4 separate regions of the Sus scrofa genome follow, and all the other regions are linked to region 3. A link is a contact called in public Hi-C and HiChIP or PLAC-seq data. All regions are on one chromosome and are shown on one strand. Each heading gives the region's core, a stretch centred on a gene start, on an enhancer-like site or on the middle of the called end of the contact. The rest is flanking DNA. Distances are from core to core; before and after follow the strand shown.

Region 1 (5,517 bases), core at 2,480-4,979, 670 kb before region 3:
TCAAGAAAGCAATTTTGGTCTTTTTTTCCCCTATGATACAGACTTGGTGAAAATATTTGCATAACATATATCTGAGAAAGAACTTTTATCCAAAAGATATAAAAAGCTTTTACAACTCAATATAAGACAAGCAACCTACTTTTAAAATGGGCTAGGAGTTCCCATTGTGGCTCAGCGGAAACTAATCTGACTAGTACCCATGAGGACACAGGTTCGATCCCTGGCCTCTCTTAGTGGGTTAAGAATTCAGCATTGCTGTGAGCTGTGGTATAGATCACAGATGCAGCTCAGATCTGGTTTGCTGTGGCTGTGGTGTAGGCCGGCAGCTAAAGCTCCTATTCAATCCCTAGCCTAGGAACTTCCATATGCCACTTGAGCGGCACTAAAAAGCAAAAAAAAAAAAAAAAAAAAAAAAAAAAAAAAAAAAAAAATCGCAAGAGACCACTTCACATCCACTATAAAGGCTAGAATTTAAAAGACTGACAATATTAAGGGTTGGTGATTATACAGAACACCTGGAATTCACATATTTATTGATATAAAATGCAAAATACTACAAACATTTGCCCATTCACTTATACCACCATTCATTTCTGAAATCTGAAAAGAAAACGCAAGCATGGAGCCTCTCTCATCCCGCTCACATTTGGGAGTCAGGGCACTGCCTGAGCCCACCCACTGCCCCATTGGGCCTGGCTGGGCTTCCTGTTGAGAAGAGGGGTGCTTATACCTCCTGCCCTTGTACCCCATCAGACTCCAGATGCAGAGGTCCCCAGGAAGGAGGCACACTGCAGCCCTTGCCTTGGAGAGCAGGGAGGGGGGCACATTGCCTATACCCCAGAGGTGCCCCTGCAGCCCTGGGCCAGGCCCTCCACTCTTGGCCACTCCCATTCTGGCTGTCAGCGGCCCCCTCCTCTAGTCATTCATCCCCAGGAATAGGAAAAAAGAGCTGTCAGGAAATGGAACTGGGAATACAAGCAAAGGTTTGTAAGTCATGCAAACAGCCTTTTGGAACCCCTGAAGGATCTTAAGTATATGGGTGAAAATTAGATTTACTTGAGCCTTGTGAAAAATGGACTTGGCCTAGAGGCAGGGAGACAAGTTTCACTTGGCCACCATATTTTATCATTAGTCAGCTAGTCCAAAATGGGCCTGGTGCGATTATTTGATAACATTCTCTCATATCTAGAGCAGTAAACCAATGTCGAATAGGCAAAGTCAATGAAAAGATCTATGTATGGTTGGAATTTGGGTTTCAGTAAGGAATGAAGATGAATTTTAAAAGCTAACATCCAGACCTTTCTGTTGTTGTTTTCTTTTTTCTTATTTTTTAACATTCCCCCTTCCCCCCCATGCCACCACCACATATGGAGCTCCGGGGCCAGGGATCAGATCCCTGCAGTCTCAATCTTTGCTGCAGCTGGAGCAACGGTGAATCCTTAAACTCACCATGCCAGGCTAGTGATCAAACCTGTATCCCACCACTACGGATGCCACAGAACCCTTTGGGCCACAGCAGGAACTCCATCGTTTTATTTTTTAATTTTAATTTTAATTGAAGTATAGTTAATTTATAATGTTTCAGATGTACAGCAAAATGATTCTCATATGTATATATATTTCAGAATCTTTTCCATTATTATTATTACCAGATATTGAGTGCTATTTAGTAGACTCCTGTTGTTTATTTTATATATAGTAGTGTGTATCCGTTAATCCCGAATTCTCTATTTATCCCTCCCCCTCATACCTTTATCAAATAGAAATTTATTTAATACCTCTAAATTGTGTGTGAAAGGTATTAACATACGTTTTCAATAGTGTTCCAAAGAAACTCAAAGTCTGTTTTCTGAACCATCAAAACTATATGTGTTATTTTACTTTAGCTCAAGGCATTCTAGTTGTTTAGAAAAATCATACATCCCCTAGATATGATATTTACTAACCAGAATAACTTTTAAGCCAGAATACCATATATATATATATATATATATATATATTTTTTTTTTTTTTTTTTTTTTTTTTTTTTGTCTTTTCTGGGGCCTCACCCACGGCATATGGACGTTCCCAGGCTAGGGGTCTAATCGGAGCTGTGGCTGCCGTCCTATGCCAGAGCCACAGCAACGCGGGATCCGAGCAGCGTCTGGGACTTACACCACAGCTCAGGGCAACGCTGGATCCTTAACCCACTGAGCAAGGCCAGGGATCCAGCCCATCATGGATACTAGGCGGGTTCGTTAACCACTGAGCCATGACGGGAACTCCAGAATACCTTATACTCTGATCACGGTGGAAATTATTTCCTACAGCTAGACATGCTAATACTATTCAATTTCTTGGAGATGCTATATTAGCATTACTATCAGGCTCCAAACCCTAGGGTCTTTCTCACTCTGCAGCTTTGAGTGTGCCAAATGCATTCAGAGGTTAATTAGAAGGTCATATGCTGAGATGCAAGATGTAAAGAAAATTTCCAGACTGTTTATAGTGCCATCACTTATAAGTAACACTAACGACCTTCTGTTTCATCATAGCTTTTCAAATGCTGTACAGACGTAATATGCAGTTACTATTTAACTTCACAGTTTCCCCCAGTACAAGGTCAGCTTCCTCTGTACACAGGCTCACTATGCCATATGCTCTGTATGCACCTTCTAGAAATTACCTGGTCTAGCCCCTGGACTAGTAAAGATCTGGGACATTTCCAAATCTGGTGGTGGTAACACGTGGAAATCTTTCGCCACCACTAGGTGGAGGACACCTGTTTCGGGAGAGGAGGGGTTATGAAGTATCAAATGACACCAGGAAAAGGGAGTTGTGATCACGGTTCCGGGATCCCAAACCCATGAGGACCCTCAGGTCTCCATTCTAACACCTGCGGCTCTACCTCCCAGATCTAGGTCTCTAGGAACACAAGCTTGAACTTCCAAACCCCATCTCTTAACGCCACATACTCTCTTCCCCCAGCTAGAAGGCCCTCGGGACATTTCTGAACACGGTTCGCAGGAATCTGTCTTTGTGGCAAATGAAAAATGACAGATAACCACAGCCAACAAATCTGAGTAGTGTCAGGTCGACAACAATCTTCCAGTGAAAAGGCTGTCGGAGACGTCTGCATTCTCTTCTTTCTTCCCCACCTCCGGTTACGAGGCAACACATTCCGCCTTCCTGTTCTCCAGGCTAAGAGAAGCTCTCTAATCGTCCTTGCAAGCCTTCCTTGCCCTCTTCCTTGTCAGTTTTTCCTCTTCCAAACTCCTACTAAAGACGTGGAAAGCAGACCAGAGAACAGGATATACAAAGAAGTTTCTTAAAACACCCTTTTCTAGGTTCTCAAGGCGTCCCCTTTAAGGAACCAGGCCCACCTCTTTCCCATTCACCTACTGGCTTTCCGTCCTGCTCATCACTCTACCCTTAAGAATATTTCCTGTCCCTTCAACCCAACTTGTACACCTCCCGCCCCCCGCCCCTCAGCCCGGTCCTCCTCATTGGGCGGCCCGAAGCCCGTTCGCTCTTCAGTTTTCCCTCCACCTCCTCCCGCCCTCTAGCATAGCGCAACGGCGTTTCGGGTTCTGATTGGCTACCACTGCAGCCTCCCCGGGGTCCGGTTGGTGGGCTGAGTGGCAGGGGCGGGACCGCAGTGCATCCAGGGTAGGCTGTTCACGTGTCGAGCGGCAGCCGCGGGAGGGGTGGGGAGGGACGGGGAGGGGCGGGGGGAGGGGGGCTGGGAAAGTTGAGGCCGCGCTGCCGCCGGGTCTCCGGCCTTGAGGGCTCGGGCTCGCAGCGGCGGCGGTGGCCGCAGGAAGAGGTGGCGGGGCGGGGGGAGAGGAGGGCTTGGGCCCGCGCTCCCCCAGCCCCAGAGGAGCAGGCGGCGGCCGCGGACGGAGAGATTCGCCCGGGCGGTCGGACACTCCTGCCGAACCCGCTTGGGATCATGACCCAGGCGGAGGTCGCAGCCGCCGCCGCCGCGGCCGAGACCACGCAGCCCGCGGGTGAGTGACTGCGGGAGGGGGCCGCTGACAGCCGGGGCGGGGGGCGGAGGCCGGGGCAGCGGGGGCGGCTCCGGGGGGCGGCTCCGGGCTCTGCTCCACCCACCCCCTCCCTGCTCCCGGAGGCGAAGGCTGCGCAAAGTGTGCCTTCTTCCTGGGGACCCCTGCGTGCAGAGCCTTGTGGGGCGCGAGCGCGGAAGGTGCGCGCGCCCCTCTTCTCCCCGACCTACCGGTTCCCCTGCCCCCTGGTGCCGGGCCCGTGAGGGGCTTGCGCTGCGGCGCGACCCCCAGATGCGCGCGAGGCGAAGGAGGCTCCACGCTGCCCCGGGTGCATAAAGAGCTGGGCATCCAGGTTCACACCGGATGGCCTTTGCCTGCCTCCTTCACCTTTTCCTGTCTCCTCATTCCCTCTTTCCTTGCCTTCCGAATTTCCTTCGGACCCACTGGTCAGACTCATGTGACTTGCTTTTTAACTCTCACCCCTATGTCGAGAGTTGCGTCTTCTTTCTAGAAGCTTTTCTTTTCCTTTCTGAGTAGGAGCGGTCAAGCGAATGGCCAACTCTTGAGATTTAGTTCTAGATTTATGAGGAAATATTTGTGGACTCTTGTTCTTTTTAACATCGTGATTGTCGGGTTCTCGAATTCTCACTGCCCCCTTCGCCCCCACTATAGTTACCCTGGGATATGGTCCCTCGAATATATTAACTTTATCTGGAAATAAGAGACTGCTCAAACCTCTATGTGGGATCCCAATAGAAGCTTCCAACTTATGTTCTCATGCCATTTTTACAATTAGGTAGATGTATTGACGTGACACCATACAAAACAAGACAGTTTGGATTAACTTAAGTTTGCATAAAAAAGAGAGTTGTTCACTTATAAACAATGTACAGAGTTCTTGAATAAACCCTTCCTTGAGCAACAAGGATTCTGAAGCCGATTTGTACCATTGACTCTTCTTGAAAAACAAGCAAGCAAACGAACCTGCTCTTTGAAGGAAGTGTTACAGGCTGTAACACTCTAATCATCTTGATGACTTTTTCCTCCTACACGGGACAGTATGGTACAGAGTTGCCATGCTGGATACATTTGTTATTTCCCTTTATTTGTGAAGTACTTTAAAAGTATTTGTTACAAAATAAGCAAAATACTTTGTAATCATGGCACTTCTGAAACCAGGAACAGTATCCTGTCTCAGGAGCAGTGTAAAAAAATGAATACTTAATCTTACATTTTGCTCTAGTCTAAGCAATATAACTTTTGTATACATAGGTCTTATATTCCACATTAAAAGAAAGTTTTGTAAAATCCAGACATAGATGCTGCCTAGAACATTCCTTAATATTAAAGCACCACATTGCATGGACTTAGAGCAGCATAGGATTGAAATAATTACTTGCTAAATGAGTTGTCTCTGGGACATCTTGGAAATAATATTCCAAAGTCGTAGACCGTGCAGTTAATGAAACATGAAAGAGAAATTGATGGGCCGCTTTCCTGTTTTCAAAGCTTAGTATTGTCGACAAGGGAA
Region 2 (5,539 bases), core at 2,325-4,824, 710 kb before region 3:
CGCTAGAAGCGAAAATAGGGGAACAGAAAATACTGTGTACTAGTCTATAGGGCTGAGTGGCTAGCTTTACCCACAAGCGAAGAAAGCATTCTTGGTAAAGGCCAACATAGATAGAGGCAGTGATATACGCCTCAGAGTGAGCACCCAAGAGAGGTCAGAACCTTTACACCAATACTTATGTGCCATTTAATGTTGGAATACAGCACAATTCCATAATTAATGTTAAGATTTCTACATATAATACTCATAAACTGATAAATCTAGCCTCAGAAATAGCTTCCAAGCTTTAAATCACTTGTGTCAATTGTATACAATGTCAAAGCTCTTTCAAATCCAACTTTAGCAGCAACTTCATCCCCAATTCCTGCTGCCAATCTTCTAGATTTCATTAGTGGTCTAAATTACTGCTTTTGTAAGTTCCCTAAAATCAGGAGAATTGTGAAGTAAAATTGCAAACTCATTCAACCTCTTTCATATCGACATTATCCCCTCTAGGACTCAATCTTTTTTAGCCTGTTTTCTCTACCCCATTTTGGTCTCACCCAGACAGGACTGGTTTGGACTTCAAGGACACTTAAAGAATTCCTCTTCTTTGGTGGAATGTCACCTGGGCAATGAAGCAACACTGCTTATATTTTTCTCTCTAGAGATCAGGGAAGCTCACTCTGGAGCAAACTAATGGATAAAATTATATATAGTAGCAGGCATGCTGATTGATTAGTGCTATTGTCCAACATAGGTGATATGTATAAAATGCTGTTAAGTGTTAATAATAAATAGTTGTCTTCTTCATTACTTGGAGAAGGCATAAAGATGTCTAAGGTTATGTTTTCAGGTAATAAGCATCAATGGGCTAATTTCTCTATTTTGAACCTAACATAAAATATTTTATTAAACTTCTGTGACTCTAGAATTTTAACTTTCCCTTTAACAAAATAAAACCAGTTTATTGTACATTTGGAAGATACAGAAAAACAAAATAAGTCAGTCATATCCAAAGACAATGATTCCATCTTCCTCACTTTTCAGCTGTCTTTTAAATGAATTCTTCAATTACATGGGTTAGAAAACCACAAGGCTTAACTGAGAATATGATTTTTCAGATGAAGAAAAAGTATAATCCAAATTCTAAAAATCAAGTTTGTAATTTCTGTAAGAACTTTCAATTTAAAAGAATCAAGGGAGTTTCTGAGTTTGCAGTATAAACAAAAGAGTTTAACCTCAAACAGAAAAACACTCTTCCCTAAAGCACACTGCTTGGGGTCAAAACAACGGTAACTACACTACCAATGAAATGGGAGTATACAGGGTTAGGCAAAACCTAAACAAAATCATTTCTGTATTTTCACAAAATACTATCCATCAAAATCTGAAAAAGTCACCTAGAGTTTTAAAAATAGGGAAAGCTGGAGTTCCCGTCGTGGTGCAGTGGTTAACGAATCCGACTGGGAACCATGAGGTTGCGGGTTCGGTCCCTGCTCTTGCTCAGTGGGTTAACGATCCGGCGTTGCCGTGAGCTGTGGTGTAGGTTGCAGACACCGCTGGGATCTGGCGTTGCTGTGGCTCTGGCAAAGGCCGGTGGCTACAGCTCCGATTCGACCCCTAGCCTGGGAACCTCCATATGCCGTGGGAGCGGCCCAAAGAAATAGCAAAAAGACAAAAAAAAAAAGTAAAAAAATAAATAAATAAATTAAAATAGGGAAAGCTAAGGAGGGACACAAATGCTACCTAATATAAATTTACCACTAGTCAAAGGAGTGGTGATTAAGTAGGATTTTAGGGGAAAATGGAAAGAGGACCTCAAAGGCAGAAACCATCTTGACTTAACCTCTTTACCTTTAAGTTTATGGTCAAATACATTTGGTTTTAATCTTTCTAGCCCAGTCAGTTTCTGAATTACTTCCTTTCCTGGGAAATCACGTTTCCTAAAGCTAGCCTGGGTATCCGCAGACCATGATCCCGGCAACACCATCTTTCAACATCTCCCCATTCAATCGAGACTGTAGCATTATCAGCACTTTCTGTTTTGAACCTAGTATATATTTATTCTTTCAACTGTCCTTTCCCTTTCTGCACTGTAACATCAGAGAAGAGAAAGGTAAAAGGCCACCTTTTACCTTTCCAGACCCATTCAACGCTTGCAAACATCTTTAAAACAACCCTTGCAGGGATGTCAGATAAAAACTCAATTACAGAGAATGCACATTTGGAAGCAAGCTTTACAGTGACTCCGCAATGAGGGCCACATTGGTGACATTCTCTCCCAAGCCTGTCTCGCAGGAGACGCCTCTGCCTCCAGGGTTTGTCCTACCTCCCGCTCCCCAGCCTAGGGCTGAATGTAAAGACCATGCAAGGCCTCTGCCAAAGAATGGGTTTTGGGGATTCAGACCTGGAGACTACTGCAGACACCGAGGAATGCCTGAACCAATCCCAATACCCGAAGCCCCGAAGAGTCCGAATGGGTAACCACAATGGCCGCACTCACCCCCAACCGTGGGAAAGGTGGACGTCCCAACCCCTAGGTTGCAGGGGCGACCACAGTGGGGGAGCAAGGGTCAAGATAACTGGAGAAATAAGCTCCTCGCCAATGCAGGATGACAGCGAGGAGGAAGCCCTGAAAAGGAGAAGCCACCATGCACACGCTGCTTTCTCTTCCTCCTCCCACTCCTTCTAGCCCCACCAGCCGCCGGTTACCGGTCGCCGCTCACCTGCCCGGGCGCGAGGTGCAAAAAGTGTACCGACACCGACCGACCCAGAGGCTCTGTCACTGTGGGAGGGGAAGTCTTCAGCTGCAGAGAAGGGGGCGGGCCTAGAGTCACGTGACCTCGAGCTCCGCCCAGTCCTCCCTAGCCAGGCTCACTGCATCTCGTGGGCCTGTATTTTTTCGGATCGTTTGAACAGTAATTTTCTTGCCATTAGATGTTAGGGAAAAACGAAAGTGTTCACAAAGATTATGTTTGTAAAGTACAACGGAGAAGACGTGGGTGGAACGGGTTAAAGTGCATTGCTAAGGAAGTGACGTTCACCGCCGAGGTCTAAGGACCGGAAATGGCGATGGAGTTCCGTTCTCCTGGGGCCCGCAGGTAGAATCACAGGCTTGAGGGTTTGGGGTAGTCACGTGACATGAAAACTTGAAACATGCTGGACGCAAGCCAAGTTATCCAGCCAATTATCAATTACAATTATTTGTCTTAAAAGCACCTCATCTAAGTATTCCATAAGCTTCTTTACATTAAGAAGAACCAGTTTTATAAAATATTAGGAGACAGGCCCGTCTGAAGTTCATACTGGAGACTATCAACTGGAAAGAACAGAGGAAGAAGACTGATCTATTTGAAGTGGAAGAGGAAAGGGAGGGGTGGAAAAAATCTGGATTTTACCGCCAGGGCCGACCCAGCAAGCCCCACAAGTTGTGTTGCAAGGGACAGGAGGAGAAGGATGACGCCAGAAGGCGGAACCCAGTAAAAGATGGAGGTTCTGAAGTGGAGGGGGAAGGGTACGGAAAGATCTGAAGTGCGCCTGCGCGCGAGACGGCCGACGCGCCGGCGCGCAGAGGGGGCGGGGTGAAAGGTCACAGCGCGGCGGCGAGTCTGGCTGGCGGCGGCGGCAGGAGGGAGGCGACTGCTCCGTGTGCACGTGTGGAGAAGTGGCGGCACCGGCACGGCGGCAGGACGCACCGCCGCCCCCTCTGGAGACGCAGGGCTGCGCTCGAATCTCGCGGCCTCCGTCAACAGCTCAGCTCCCTGCCCTAGGCGAGGAGGTCGGCTTGTGGGGTTGAGTGGCCCGAGCTGAGGGCGCGGAGAGCTCAGGGCGGCGACGACAACGGCGTTGATATCGGTGGTAACAACGGCCTCAGCAGGCGGGGAAGATGAAAGGGTGAGGAAGGGCAGCCAGACAGGGCCCGACCGGCGGGAGAGAGGGGCTGCGAAGGAAGTGAGAGATTCTGGGCCAGGACCTGGCGGAGGGAGGTTTGTGGGATTCTCTGCTCACGGAGGGGGCGGAGGCTCGGCGCGGGCTGTTGGCGGGCTGAAGGGCCAGCAGAAGCAAAACCCGGGGAACCCAGAATTTGGGCCCAGAGGACGAATGTGGGTTAAGTGGAAACCAGATCTTGCTGGGGCAGAGGGGACGAGCTCTTGTGAGGCGCCTGTGGCCTCCTGTCTGGGAGCGGACGGCATAGCCACCCCCGGCCCGCGACTCGAGTGGAGTGGTCTGGTTGTCCTCATCAGATCCAGGCTCCACACTGAGAACTGTGGTCTTTGACATCTTTCGGGCTTATTTGTACTTGGAAGCGATGCAGAAGCTTCTGGAAGGAGAAGGAATTTAAATAAAAAGCATGGAGATGAGTATTAAAAGCTAGTGACTCAACTGGATTTGGGTTGGGTCAGAGCGAGTGGAGGAGGGGGAGAGCGCGAGCACTGTAGACTTGGGGTGCCAGAATGTTCAAGGAAGTATTGTTGATCAGTAGGTGGAGCTATTGCTGCAGGAGTTTACTCTTGCCCCAGTGCCTTGAGGGGGGTCCTTGGAAGCTTTCTTCAGGTGCTTGGCAAAGTTAATATACTTTCACAGTCTCCCTCTTGGATAAAGTAAAGGATGGTTTCTCTTCGACTATTTCTATTTGAATAAGCTGTCACCTTACTCTATTAAATTGCTTATTGTTGAAGTATTCATTACATAACACGGTGTTTTAAAATAGTGACCAAGCTGTTTTGCCTTTACCCTCCTTAGAGAAAGAAATGAAATCTTAGCAATATTAAAACCTTTCTGAGATGCCTGAGTTTTTTCTGTTATAGCAAGTCAGTTAAAGAACTGTGTTTTGGGTTAAGGAACCTTTCAAATTATTCAGCACCCCTTTTGAGGATGAAATAAAAGTCAGCGTTCAGAGTCATACTGTCTAAAACAAGGGTGTAAATATTTCTTCGGTGTATATATGTGTTTGAGGTCGCAGAAGAGGTCCAAGAAAGTTAAATTTGACCCAAGGATTGTAATGTGATTCCTTACTCTGATTTTACTTTAAATATTGTGATGTCGAATTGCATGTTTGGGGTTAAAGTTTAGAAATCATGAAAATTTCACAGTACCTGCATTATTTCTCATCAGGTTCTGAAGTGTTCCAATTAGGATACTGATTGAGAGATATTGGAAGCATGTGCTGCACTTGAATCATGATTTAGAAGTTTGGCTATTTTATGTATGATCCAGTACAACTTGGCGAGATTTTTCCTTTTTTCCCGAGTATAGATACTGTCTGTACCACTCAATACTTATTTGTATTTGTTAAAGTAATAAAAATGAGGTTGAAGAGTTCCTGGTGTTGAACTTGCGCATGGATTTATAAAAGAATGCCTCCAAGGAATTATTCTGAATCAAAAATCTTTGGTCTAGCTCAGTCTACCTAGGATGTAATGCTCTTCCTGATACTAACTTGGCCATAGAAATGAGGTCAAAGAGCAGTATTATTCACGATCTACCTTCAGGTAATATACTCATGAGGCAATTATCTTTTTATTTAAAATGATTTTTTATTTATTTATTTATTTTT
Region 3 (5,351 bases), core at 1,204-3,703:
TATGTATCAACATGGCCCACAGGCAATCTCAAACTCAGAATGTCAAAGTTCTCTCTCTATTCCTGCCAACTACTTAAATTTGTTCTTCTTTTGGATGTGACATCTCAAACTCAAGGCAAAAGTCTGAAAGTCATACTAGACATTTATATACCTAAATACTAGACATCTAAATAAGTCAGTGTCCATCTTCAGTGCCAGGGTTTGAATTCAGGCCTTCATTCCCTCTTGCCTCAGCTTTTAATAGATCCCCTTACCTCCCTTTCTCCAGGCTTATCTCCTTCAAATCTGTTCTCCAGAGTGCTTGTCCTCTGATGCAAGGTGACCACAAATGCCCAGCCTAAGACTCAATGACTTCTCTGTCACCTGCAATAAGGGATTCCTAATATAGGCCACTATCACAAGGAGCATTTAAAAACACAGATTAGAACTCTACTCAGACCTAATGAATAAGAATTTCTAAAGTGAAGCCTGAAGTTTTTCTCTTTTAAAAGACTAGCCAGGTTATTATGATCAGCCAGGATTGAGAGCCACCAGCCTTCAAGGTAAATCCACATTCTGTCCCTGACACCATTACTCCCAGCTTTATCCCTCAAAACACATCATGCTCCAGCAATACTGATGCATCCAGGATGACTGATTCTTCAACCCACGTTGTTTACCATCTTTCTGTCAGGAATGTCTTCTTCTCTTATCTGCTTGGGAAATTCCTACTTGTTCATCAAAAGCATTATTCAAGAATACCTAGTCTCTTACTTAAGCCATTAAATACTGACAAACTAGTGAAATTGTACACACTAAGTATGTGCAGTTCTTGGCATACCAATTTTACCTCAATAAAGCTGTCAAAAATTAATTGAGGTCCTACTACATGTCAGGCTCTGAGCTGAGCATTGTTATATAGAGATCAATAACCTACATTATTTACAATATTTACATTAAGCCCACATACCACTGAAGAAAGAGGCATACAAATATACAAATTAATATAGTACAGTGAGGTAAATTCTGTGAGAGTTTGTGGTAGGCTGAATAATGCCCCCTTCTAAGATGTCCAAATCCTAATCCTCCAAATCTATGAATATGCTACTTTACATTACAAAACAAATTTTGTAGATGTGATTAAGTTAAAGATTCTGAAATGAGGAAATCATCCTGGGTTATTTTGGTGGGCTCAAAATAATCACCAGGGTCCTTTTAAGATGGAGGCAGGCAGGAGGATGAGAGAGAAAAAGAAGGTGCAAAGAGACTGGAAAATGCTCTGCTACTGACGTTGAAAATGGAGGATGGAGACATGAACCAAGGAACATGAACATGTGGCCTCTAAAAGCTGCAAAAAGCAAGAAAATGAATTTTCCACTAGCGCTTCCAACCTTGAACCAGTGAGATCAGTTTTGGACTTCTAAGTTCCAGAAATGTAATATAACTGTAAGTGACTATATGGCAGCAACAGGAAGCTAATACAGAAGCCAACACAGGGCATTAAGGTAGTACATAAAGGGGTCTCTACATCAAGTTGTAGAGTGGGAAAGGGATGTTCAGGAAGAATTACTCAGAGCTGGGGGAGATTGTGTTTAAGGGAAATGGTCCAGGTAGAGAAATTAATATGTATAAAGGTATAAACAGAGAGCATGGAAAGTGTTATGACAAGTCTATTTGCATTAAACAGTAAAAAAATATTAACAATATTAATTCTGCTAAGAGTACTGTTTGTATGCCAGGCACCATTCCAAAACACTTTTCAGCTCTGAGTACTTTATCATTCTGTATTATCATCATCATTTTATCTATACGGATACTAAGGTTTGGAGGAGCTAGTAATTTAGCACTGCAGTGGGGGCCTTTAGTAAAGTAGCATCAGGGTGGCTGAAAATAAATGAACTATTAGATACTAGAGAGGTGGGGGTCAGCACTGCTTGGGATATCAACTTGTTCTGGACGCTGACAGAAGATGGGGTTGATAGAGTCAGAGGCCTCCAATTTCTGTGATGTGATCGTGGTTTTGTTGCCGCTCAAGGTAGAGCTGTCCTTGACTAACTCAAAGTAAATCACTTATGTTACAAATGTAAACTCTGCCTCCTTATTTCCCTTCTTCCTTTCCCCCTAATGTCTGGGGTGGAGATAGAGGTGTATGCACCAACTAAACTGTGAGCTTCACTCTGCACATTTGTGAAATGCTTTGAAATAGTTCCAAAATTGATTGCGCCTCAGAATCCCTTGGAGAAGCATACACACAATGCAGATTCCTCGCCTTATTCAGAGATTTTGATTGAGTAGTACATGGATGGGGCTCCGCCTCACCCCCTCATCTGCAAATCTCCCAAATATTCTGGTACCTGACCAGCGCCTGAATGACTTCTGGGTCGTTCAGGTACACCGCATTTGATTCCGTAAAGGACCCTCCCCCGCCCCGCCCCCAGGCCCCGCCCCGCCCCCAGGCCCCGCCCCCTCTCCCTCTTCCTCAACCTCCCCTCCCCCGCCTGCCCCGGACGTCTCCTGCTTCGTCGTTTCATTTTGTCTCGCCCAGCTCCGCCTTTTCCAGGTCCTCCTCTGTCTCTCAAGATGGCTGCGCTGCCGCCGAGCCCGGAACTGTGGAACCGCGTGAGGATCCCCAAAGCCGGCAGCCGCAGTACAGTAATCGTGCAGAACCCTGACACACCGCTGGGTGAGTGAGGCGCCCCATAAGGGGCGCAGGCTTTTCCGCAGGAGGCGTCTGGCCGCTGCCGGCGCACGTGCGCGAGGGGCGGGACTTCCGGACTCCGCGGGACGCTGGGTATGACGGCGGTGTGCGGCATCTGGGGTCGGGCGTTTGTGGGGACCTCTGGCTTTGCTGTTCTCTGGACCCACCGTGCCGACCGCAGGGCTTCCATGGGGCGCCGAAAAGGCAGAGAGGGGCGAACGCAGCTAGCATCAGGGAAAAGTGCTGCCTGGGAACCCTCTGTTGACGCAGGCCACCAAGAGCCGTGGTTACTCCACAGTCTTTCCCGACCTCTTCCACCGAGGAGCGGCGGGTCACTCAAGCACTCTGCACTTAAATCGCACTCTTCCTAGATCCCCCTTTCTTTTCTGTAAAATAGGGTTAGTCTTCCCTGCCCATCACTGGGTTGTTGGGAGGATATAATGATGTCATTTAGGTGAGTATGCTCTGAAGTGAAATATCAGTGTATGGTGGCATTGCCGTTATCAAGCAGCAGGAGCTTGGTCTGGGTTTAAAACCTGGCTCTTCCTCTGCTGGAGCTAGGGTGAGGGATGGGAGTGTCCTTATTTCACATTTCTGGGTCTCAGCTCATTTCCAAATGAGGGTAAAACAGTATTTGCCTTACAGAGCTGTTTGGTTTTTTGGGGGTTTTGTTTGTTTTTTGCTTTTTAAGGCCACACCCAGCATATGTAAGTTCCCAGGCCAGGGGTGGAATCAGAGTTACAGCTACCAGCCTACACCACAGCCACAGCAATGGGGGATCCGATCCACATCTGAGACCTACACCACAGCGCATGCCAATGCCGGATCCCTGAGCCACTAAGCCAGGCCAGGAATTGAACCGCATCCTCATGTATACTAGTCGGATTCCTTTCAGCTGCGCCACAATGGGAATTCCTATAGAACTGTTTTGATGGAAGAGTAAAGTATTTGGAACAGTGCCTGATACAGTGAATAAATACTCAAATGATAGCTGTTATTAATAATATTTAATACCTGTAACTTACCTAATCATCACATCCCCAGCCCTATCCATCCATCCTGCTCAGTTTACAAGAAACCTTCCCCCATCCTCTATTCAAAAATTCCTTAACATGATTCCTATTAGGCCTGGAAATTCACCAGCTCTCTCTTTATCCCAAAGGCACCCCTTTCTGGCCTCAAATAGCTGGGACGGTTAAGAAACTTCTCTATGTTCTATAGAAATCTGCCTCTGTGTTACTTCCACTTAGGAGGCTAGTACTACCCTGAGAGCCACAGACAACACATTAACTCCATCTTCTACTTCAAAGCTTTTCGGACCAAAAAGCTATCATCTCATTCTACTAAGTACCATGTGTTCAGTCACATAAATTACATAATTTCCAGTTGTTAACAGTGGTTTCTCTTTTCTGAATATATTTGTAAAGCAGTACCCAAATACAGTGCCTTTGATTTTTAAGAGAATTAATTTATCCGTTTAGAGAAGTACACAACATGTTTCCCACCTCAGGGTACTTAAGGTGTTAAGTATACTAGTTTAACACATGTTCTCTCAGTGACTTCTTGGACTTGATATCATCTGGCACCATTTTCCTTCCTTCCTATGTGACTTCTCACATACTTGAAATCATTTTGTTCCTACAGGAACAAATTAATGATGACAGTAATGATGACATTAATTTGTTCTTGATTTATTAAATAAGGGAAGATGCTTCTTTCAATGTACATTTTATATGCTATACTTAAAATGTAGAAATGCATATTAAGTCTAACTAAACATCTCTGCTTTAGACCTTTGCATTGCAGCTGTAATTAAAGAATGCTCTCTTGTTATACTGTCACTGAAGAGCCAAACCTTAGATGCAGAAACGGATGTGTTATGCGCATTCCTTTACAGCAATCACAACAGAATGGGCCGCCACAAACCCCATTTGGCCCTCAAACAGGTAAGGGGGAAGTCCTGTATTTAAGACTCAACATGTTTACTTGATGAAGATGGACATCACTCTGCCACTTAATATTTTGTTGTTTATGGAAATCACAGTAAATTACTTGTGATTTATAGGTCTTCAGCCCACAGTTGCATGTGGGCGTTCTCTTTTTTTTCTGAAAGCATTTTTAAAAAGTTTATTTAGAAAGGAATTATGTTTGATTCTTTCCCAGTCTTTTTTCTAGTAGATAGGTAATTTTAGGAAAAATTTTCTTCATTACATACAATCTTAAATTACTGTGCCTTCCTATGTGCTGGGCACTGTGCTTCATGCTGGGTGTACGGGCCAAAAAATACAGGCATTGTATTGAACCTTACAGGTTCATGCTCTTTGGTTTTCACTCCATTACTTAAGGCAAAAAAGATGACGATTTCTTTTTTTTTTTTTTGTCTTTTTAGGGCTACACCCAGGGCATATGGAGGTTCCCAGGCTAGGGGTTGAATCAGAACTGTAGCCACTGGCCTACACCACAGCCATAGCAACGTGGGATCTGAGCCTCATCTGCAACCTATACCACAGCTCACAGCTGGATTCTTAACCCACTGATCGAGGCCAGAGATTGAACCTGTGTCCTCATGGGTGCTAGTCAGATTCGTTTCCACTGAGCCATGACGGGAACTCCAAGATTTCTTCATCAAAGAAAGATTTGGGATCATAGTCTTTCCCAAAGTTTTCTTTTCTCA
Region 4 (6,220 bases), core at 1,474-3,973, 600 kb before region 3:
CTGAGGTCCCCCTTCATCCAGGATGAACATCCAAGTTTCCCTACTGAACATTTGGTGATTGGGGTGGGGGTGGGGTGGGGGGATATTTGCACCTGGCATCTCCTGAACCATGGCAGTTTCAGCAAGAGAGGAGGAAGTCTAGGTTTTCTCTGAGATTCTCAAGGTAGAGCTGGCAGGAATGAGGTGTGACTTTTTCCACACTCGGCCTTTCCACTTGGCCCCAGCTTTGGCAGTGATTTTTCATCTGTGTTGGAGTAAGAGTATCAAGGGCCAGAGGCAGTGAAATGCAGCAATAAAGGGCAAGGAGAGGGCTGGGGCTGAGGGGTTTGGTAATTCTGGGCTGCTTCTCTGAAGGTGAGGAGGCCTCCCAGCCTCTTCAGGGCCTCCTGGAGCTTAGGACAGGAAACAGCACAGCTGGTTCCAAGGAAGGGGGCCCCTATGGGTGAGAGAAGCCAGCCCAGCAGGAAGCCCTGCTCTTGTTCTGCCACCCTGTGGGATTTGAGAGGTGCGGGTGAGGATCTCCTCTGTGAGGGCACTGCTTCTGGTGCCTCTGCACATCTCCACCTTTGTCACCTTCATGAAGTGTTATGTAAATGTGGTAGGTGAAGATCAGAGAGTTTCAGCGACTTGCCCAAGGTCACACAGCGAGCAGGTGAACATAACTGGACCAAAGTCTGACTCAAGAATTTTTCTCAGACTTGACACTGTTCTATGAAAAGTGTTTATCTTTGTTTTTGCCTTTCTCCCAAGTTCTAGACAGACTGTCTCCCAGGAGGAAAAATATTTGGGTATTATTCGTTTCCCTGACACATGCATTTTGCAACCCCACAGAACACTCTGGTGGCTGCTTGGAGCTACAAAAGAAGCAGCTGCCGCTCTCTTTGCCCCAGGAGCTGACTTGGTGATCTCCAGTCATGGAAAGTCCCTTCCCCAGATAGATTCTGGTTTTCCACTGGCTTCTCCTGCTGCTAAAATAAAACTGGGCTAATCCTTCAACCATCCAGCGTTAACAGGTGGGGCTGCCTCTCCGGCATTTGTCAGAGGTGTGAAGGGGCTGTTTTTTTCTTCTGTGCACAGCTTTGCCCCTCTGGCTGCCACATCTCTGCCCTCCAACTGCACTGATCTTTTTACTCTGTGCCTCTGCCAAGAGCCTCTTCACAGAGGGTGGCTTTCTCCAATTACCCTCCCGCTGCACTCAGCTTCCCTTCTCTTGTAAATAAGTGAAGTCCATGAGCACAGGCTAAAATCACTTGTTTTACAAGTAGATGAGAGACCACTGTGAGTAACTCGGGCTGCCCCCTGCCACACCCCTGCCTCCACCCTGCACCTTGAGTTCCTATCAACCCCACAGAAGCAGCTGAACCACTTTCTTGTGTTCTCTAACCACACAGAGGCACTGTGGAAAGAACCAGCACCAAGTACATTTAAAATTGATTTTTATAAGAGCAGGCTTGCTCTGGGTTTTTCATCCTGCTGTGGAGAACTGACCACAATGTGTGAGTTTATAGCACAAGGCAGACATTGTCAGAAAACGGTCAAGAACACAGCAGCACAATCCATCCAGTTCTATAGGGCTCCCTCCCCATTTCCATGGACATATTTGCCAAGCAAGCTACTGAAGAGCCGATGTGTCCTATAGTTTATTCACTTCAGGTCACAGGGCTACCTGAACAGACTTTCTTCCACCTCCCTCAATTTTTTTTTCTCTTCTTTTTTGTATTTGAAATACTTTAATGCATTAAAAATAAAAGAATTAGGTTAAATCAGCCAAGTCAAACAGGTTTGAAATTTTTTTTAGGTGTTAGATTTAATACAGCCATTTAATAGGTGGTCTGCGTATGGCCTAGACAAGCCAACAATTTTTAGGAATAAAGAATAACAGACGACTGCAAATTTGGGGGCATTGTAGGAAAAAAAATCATGTTTCATTGAAAGCGTTTTTGTGTTTTTTAAAAATCAGGGAATGTGTGCTATGCCAAATGTCCAAAATGAGTTTTTGAACATTACGCAAATATTTTAGAGAAAGAACTATATATATTTTAAAAGAATGGCTGATCCATTTCTCTAATGAAGAATGAGGAAGGCGGAAGTGAGGGGTGACTTCAGTTTCACAGGCAAATATATCTCTGTGAGCGCATTTGCCTGTACACTTTCTGATGACATCATATTCCAGGGAACAAGGGAGTTTGGTCGAAGTGAAACTTCCTGTGGGCAGAGCTGCCAGACAGTGTGAGAGTGAAGTGGGACACTGAGGTTTTCAGTGTGGTCCTGGGGAGAGAATGTGAATTGGGTACATTGATGAGACAACCCTAAAGCCACTGTGCTCTTTACAGCCGAAGAGGAGGAGGGAGAGTGACCTGCAGAGAACCTCAAGGGAAGTCTGGAGCCTCTGGTCTGCAAAAGACAGCAGAGGAGGGCTTGGCAGTGGCCCCTGGCTGGAACACTTCTTTCCTCCTCAAGGGTGATGCGGGCATGGAATGGAGCTATTAGAACTGGGGGCAGGAGGAAGCAGTTTTGCCTTTGCTGCATCTGCTCCAAGAGTGCCCCAGTCCTTAGCATGAGCCCGCTTGCTGAAAGCTGATGTCACCAGTGTCCTAGTGTTGCAGGTCATTTGTCTAGCTCCTCCTGCTGCTGGAAGTGGTTTCCCCTTTCCCCTTCCACCTCGAGGCCAGCCCATGGAGTAACAGGGCCTTGCCAAGAAGGTAGAGCCTGAGTCATTGGGTCAGCACACAACAGGGAGATACTGTTACCCCTCAGCAGCAGGAGACACAGCCTGATGACATGGAGTCCTCCTAATACAGTCAGGAACCAGGGGGAAGCATACAGCATTCTTGCGGAGGAGGTGACCAGGTGGCGCTATAAAACATCTGTCCCAGTTAGTAGGGGCCAACCCTCTACCAGACTCATATGAATCATGTCACCCCAGGACCTTGGAGAGACAGGCCAGTGTTTGGGAATGTCTAGAACAGAGGTTGTAGTTACAGAGAGTTTCTGGGCAGGAAATCTGAGCTGTTGGCCTTTCTGGGCAGGGTGGCAGCTGAGGGCAGAGTGCAGCATGGTTCTGCCATGGCTGGCCCATCTCAGGTGAGGGTGGGAAGGGTCCCAAGATAGCTGACTTTGAAGCAGCTTTTATCCATTTCTAACTCAGAGTAGCGACAGAAGGGGATGGTGGGTGTTTTTAGCTCTGCAGGGCTTGCCTCTGTCCACAGCTGTGGCTCCCTTCTGTCTCCCTCCCTGCAGGCTTGGGTCCCCCTGCAGCTCCCTTCCTCCCTGTGGGAATGTGTACAGAGCCAACCAGACAGAGGGTCAGTGGAGCATTTGGCAGTGGTTACTTTGCTGCAGCCCCTGTAATTTTCATGAAACAGCACCAAGATCGATGGCTCCCTCTTCCCCCTCTTCATGCTAGAGGCTTAGAAGACAGGGATCTGGTCTCTCCGAACAACATCCAGGTCATCATCCAGGGTTAACAAAACCTGAAAGGAGAGGGATGGAGAAATGAGAGGAACGCACAGCTGCAGGAAGTCCTTACTTCCTAAGACACACAAGTGCCCTTGTTATCCTGTCTTCTACAGCTTCCTGCAATGCCATGCTCTTAACAGGCGCTTGTCATCATTACATCATTTATTAATTCAAGTATATATATATATATTTTTGGTCTTTTTGCCATTTATTGGGCCACTCCTGTGGCATATGGAGGTTCCCAGGCTAGGGGTCTAATTGGAGCTGTAGCTGCCAGCCTACGCCAGAGCCACAGCAATACCAGATCCGAGCCTCGTCTGCGACCTACACCACAGCTCACGGCAATGCCAGATCCTTAACCCACTGAGCAAGGGCAGGGATCGAACCCGCAACCTCATGGTTCCTAGTCAGATTCGTTAACCACTGCGCCATGACGGGAACTCCTAATTCAAGTATTTATCAAGGGTCTATTATGTGCTATTCTAGATAGTAGAGATATGGCTTGGAACAGGAGACAAAAATCGTTACTCTCATGGGGCTTACATTTGAGAGAGGGCTTTAGACGTGAACCAAATGCACAAGTGAAATAGAGGATGTTAGTAATATGTACTTGGGGTGAAAATTAAACTGTGGAGAGATTATAGGAAGTATGGGATGGGGAAAGGTAGAAAAATTTTTTTTCGATTGGGTAGCCAGGGATGTCAATTCCACTTAGAAGGGCACATGTTGGTCAGGACCTAAACGGAATGAAATCTTGTTGCACAGAGTATGAGTACTCTCATTATCCATTTTCAGTTCCCTCTACTACACCCTCTCTACATGGAACCCTTAGCTCCACTTGTGTTGTCTCTGTCTCTCTAGAGAAGGTAAGCCTCAAAAACAAGCTTTAAGGAACCATGTTTATACAGGTTGATGAAACTTCCCAAACTGGCCACTAGGAGGAAGCCCTGCTCCACTCTCGAGGTTGCATGGCTGAGACCAAAGCCAGCAGTGTGAACCCAGGAGGCCTAGTAGTGTTATTTGTGAGTTAACCTTCTATACAGGTACCATGGACTTTTATTTTGGAAGTGTCGAAATTAAGATGAAGGGTTGCAGGAGTTATCATCCTGGGTTGTTATATAATATGCGTGGTTTCTGAGAAGGTGTTTGGGCAAAAAAAAAAAAAAAAAAAAAAAAAAAAGGAGAGCTTTGGAAGACAGCAGTTAGAAGACAGCAAGAGACCATGCTGCTATCCTGAGCCACTCCAGAAACTTGTAAAAAATTTGTAAGATATGCACTGAGACTGGAAGAGAGGGAGGAATGTAAATATGGCTCAAGAAGGAATAATTGAAATTGTAGTGGGTGCCAAAGTGGTTCCTGGGGGGAATTCTGGGCGCGTGACTTCTGACAACCAGTTAAGCCCATTCAACTGAACTCTGTAGCAAATGAAGGAAAATTATTTTGTAACTCCGTGTCTTAAAGTATTGAAGAGTAAAAGGAAAATGAAAATAAAGGATGCAATGTAAAAAAAAAAAGAAGAAGAAGAAGAAATGATAATCTATACATTGAATGACAAAGAATTGAAGAGAGAAATTAGAAATACAAGAAGGGGGAGTTCCTGTCATGGTGCAGTGGAAACCATGAGGTTGTGGGTTCGATCCCTGGCCTCAGTGGGTTAAGGATCTGGCGTTGCTGTGGTTCTGGTGAAGACTGGCAGCAACAGCTCAGATTAGACCCCCTAGCCTGGGAACCTCCATATACCGTGGGTGGGGCCCTAAAAAAGATAAAAAGATTAAAAAAAAATACAAGAAGGGATGTAAGGAAGAGGGGAAGAGAAAGAGTACAGGGTGTAAAGAGAGCAGAAATTAACAAAGGACTTATAAACTCACCAAAAATGAGAAAAACAGGGCAGTGGCAGAGAGGAAGTGCCAGATGTCATGGTCATCGAAGAAATCCAGCAGAATACACTCTCGGTTCTTCTCCCGGGATTCTGCTGGTGTTCCCTGGAAGAAGGTGAGGCAGGACTTGGGTAGCATTCCCACAGTTCGACTCCCTAGAGCGCTGAGCATCCAGAAAGCTACCAAATTGCTACTAGATGACTGGGTCAAAAAATCAGCTTCCAAGAAAACATCTGTCCTCCCAAAAAATTGTCCACAAATGTTCATGGCAGCCGCATTCATAAAATCAAAAAACTGGAATCAACTTAAATGCCTATCAACAGATGAGTGGATAGATAAGATACAGTATATTCATACAATGGAATATTATTTGGCAATAAAAAGACATGAAGTACTGATACACATACACATGGGTGGACTCAGGAAACCTTATGCTAAGTGACAGAAACCAGACTCAAAGACTACATGTTATATGATTCCATTTATTTGAACTATGCAGAATAGGTAGATCTATAAAAACAAAAGATAGATTAGTGATTGCCTACGGCGAAGGTGTTTGGGAGAAATGGAGAGTGACCAATAATGGGTGGAAGCTTTTTCTGGAGTGATTAAGATGCTCTAAAGTTGACTGGTGATTATGGTGATGGAGAGCTAAGCCTTCCTCTCTGTGCTGTGCCTCAGCTGTATCACCAGACTCCTAGGCCTCAGCTTTCCTTTCTGGGAAATGGATTTACAAACACCTGCACCTGGGTATATGTTCATGGATGGTGATTATGATGAGAAAGGTGGAGAAGATCCACTAATCAAGGTTTTTGTGCATCTTAACCATCTATTGGGAACAGGATCATAGTCATAATGACACAACGAAGATAACATGTATGGTG

What was found. A called contact is a pair of places that touch in the nucleus more often than the background predicts. HiChIP or PLAC-seq counts read pairs in DNA pulled down with a chosen protein or histone mark.
Region 1: an H3K27ac HiChIP or PLAC-seq map of skeletal muscle shows a contact between it and region 3. The contact joins the promoter of USF3 here to the promoter of NEPRO in region 3. A contact is called at or near these places in 1 of 5 promoter capture datasets (liver) and 2 of 2 datasets of contacts at active chromatin or transcription factors (alveolar macrophages and skeletal muscle).
Region 2: a contact with region 3 is called in an H3K27ac HiChIP or PLAC-seq map of alveolar macrophages. The contact joins the promoter of NAA50 here to the promoter of NEPRO in region 3. A contact is called at or near these places in 1 of 5 promoter capture datasets (liver), 1 of 47 Hi-C or Micro-C datasets (embryonic fibroblasts) and 2 of 2 datasets of contacts at active chromatin or transcription factors (alveolar macrophages and skeletal muscle).
Region 4: a contact with region 3 is called in a Hi-C map of fetal skeletal muscle, with 3 times the contacts expected there. The contact joins the enhancer-like site here to the promoter of NEPRO in region 3. A contact is called at or near these places in 2 of 5 promoter capture datasets (liver and skeletal muscle), 9 of 47 Hi-C or Micro-C datasets (embryonic fibroblasts, epiblast stem cells, fetal skeletal muscle and 5 more) and 1 of 2 datasets of contacts at active chromatin or transcription factors (skeletal muscle).

What each region holds. Positions count from the first base shown.
Region 1 is chr13:146,226,456-146,231,972 of Sscrofa11.1, forward strand. USF3 (upstream transcription factor family member 3) reads left to right here and starts at 3,730. Exons shown (of 7, transcript NM_001244860.1): 1 at 3,730-3,989.
Region 2 is chr13:146,189,644-146,195,182 of Sscrofa11.1, forward strand. It overlaps NAA50 (N(alpha)-acetyltransferase 50, NatE catalytic subunit), which reads left to right and starts at 3,575. Exons shown (of 5, transcript NM_001244807.1): 1 at 3,575-3,876. The coding sequence starts at 3,869.
Region 3 is chr13:146,899,557-146,904,907 of Sscrofa11.1, forward strand. It overlaps NEPRO (nucleolus and neural progenitor protein), which reads left to right and starts at 2,454. Exons shown (of 9, transcript XM_003132674.4): 1 at 2,454-2,662; 2 at 4,469-4,623. The coding sequence starts at 2,560. The region is part of intron 5 of GTPBP8 (GTP-binding protein 8); the gene reads right to left.
Region 4 is chr13:146,298,753-146,304,972 of Sscrofa11.1, forward strand. SIDT1 (SID1 transmembrane family member 1) reads right to left here. Exons shown (of 26, transcript XM_005670213.3): 25 at 5,328-5,441; 26 at 1,623-3,473. The coding sequence ends at 3,411. All of the region lies in intron 1 of LOC110256422 (a long non-coding RNA gene), which reads left to right. Among named protein-coding and RNA genes, the nearest start is that of USF3, 72 kb to the left of the region's middle. Within about 2 kb of position 2,724, at least 5 of the 83 cell types and tissues checked have an H3K27ac peak or open chromatin away from gene starts, as enhancers often do. A contact at or near this core is called in fetal skeletal muscle and skeletal muscle, where this site is marked.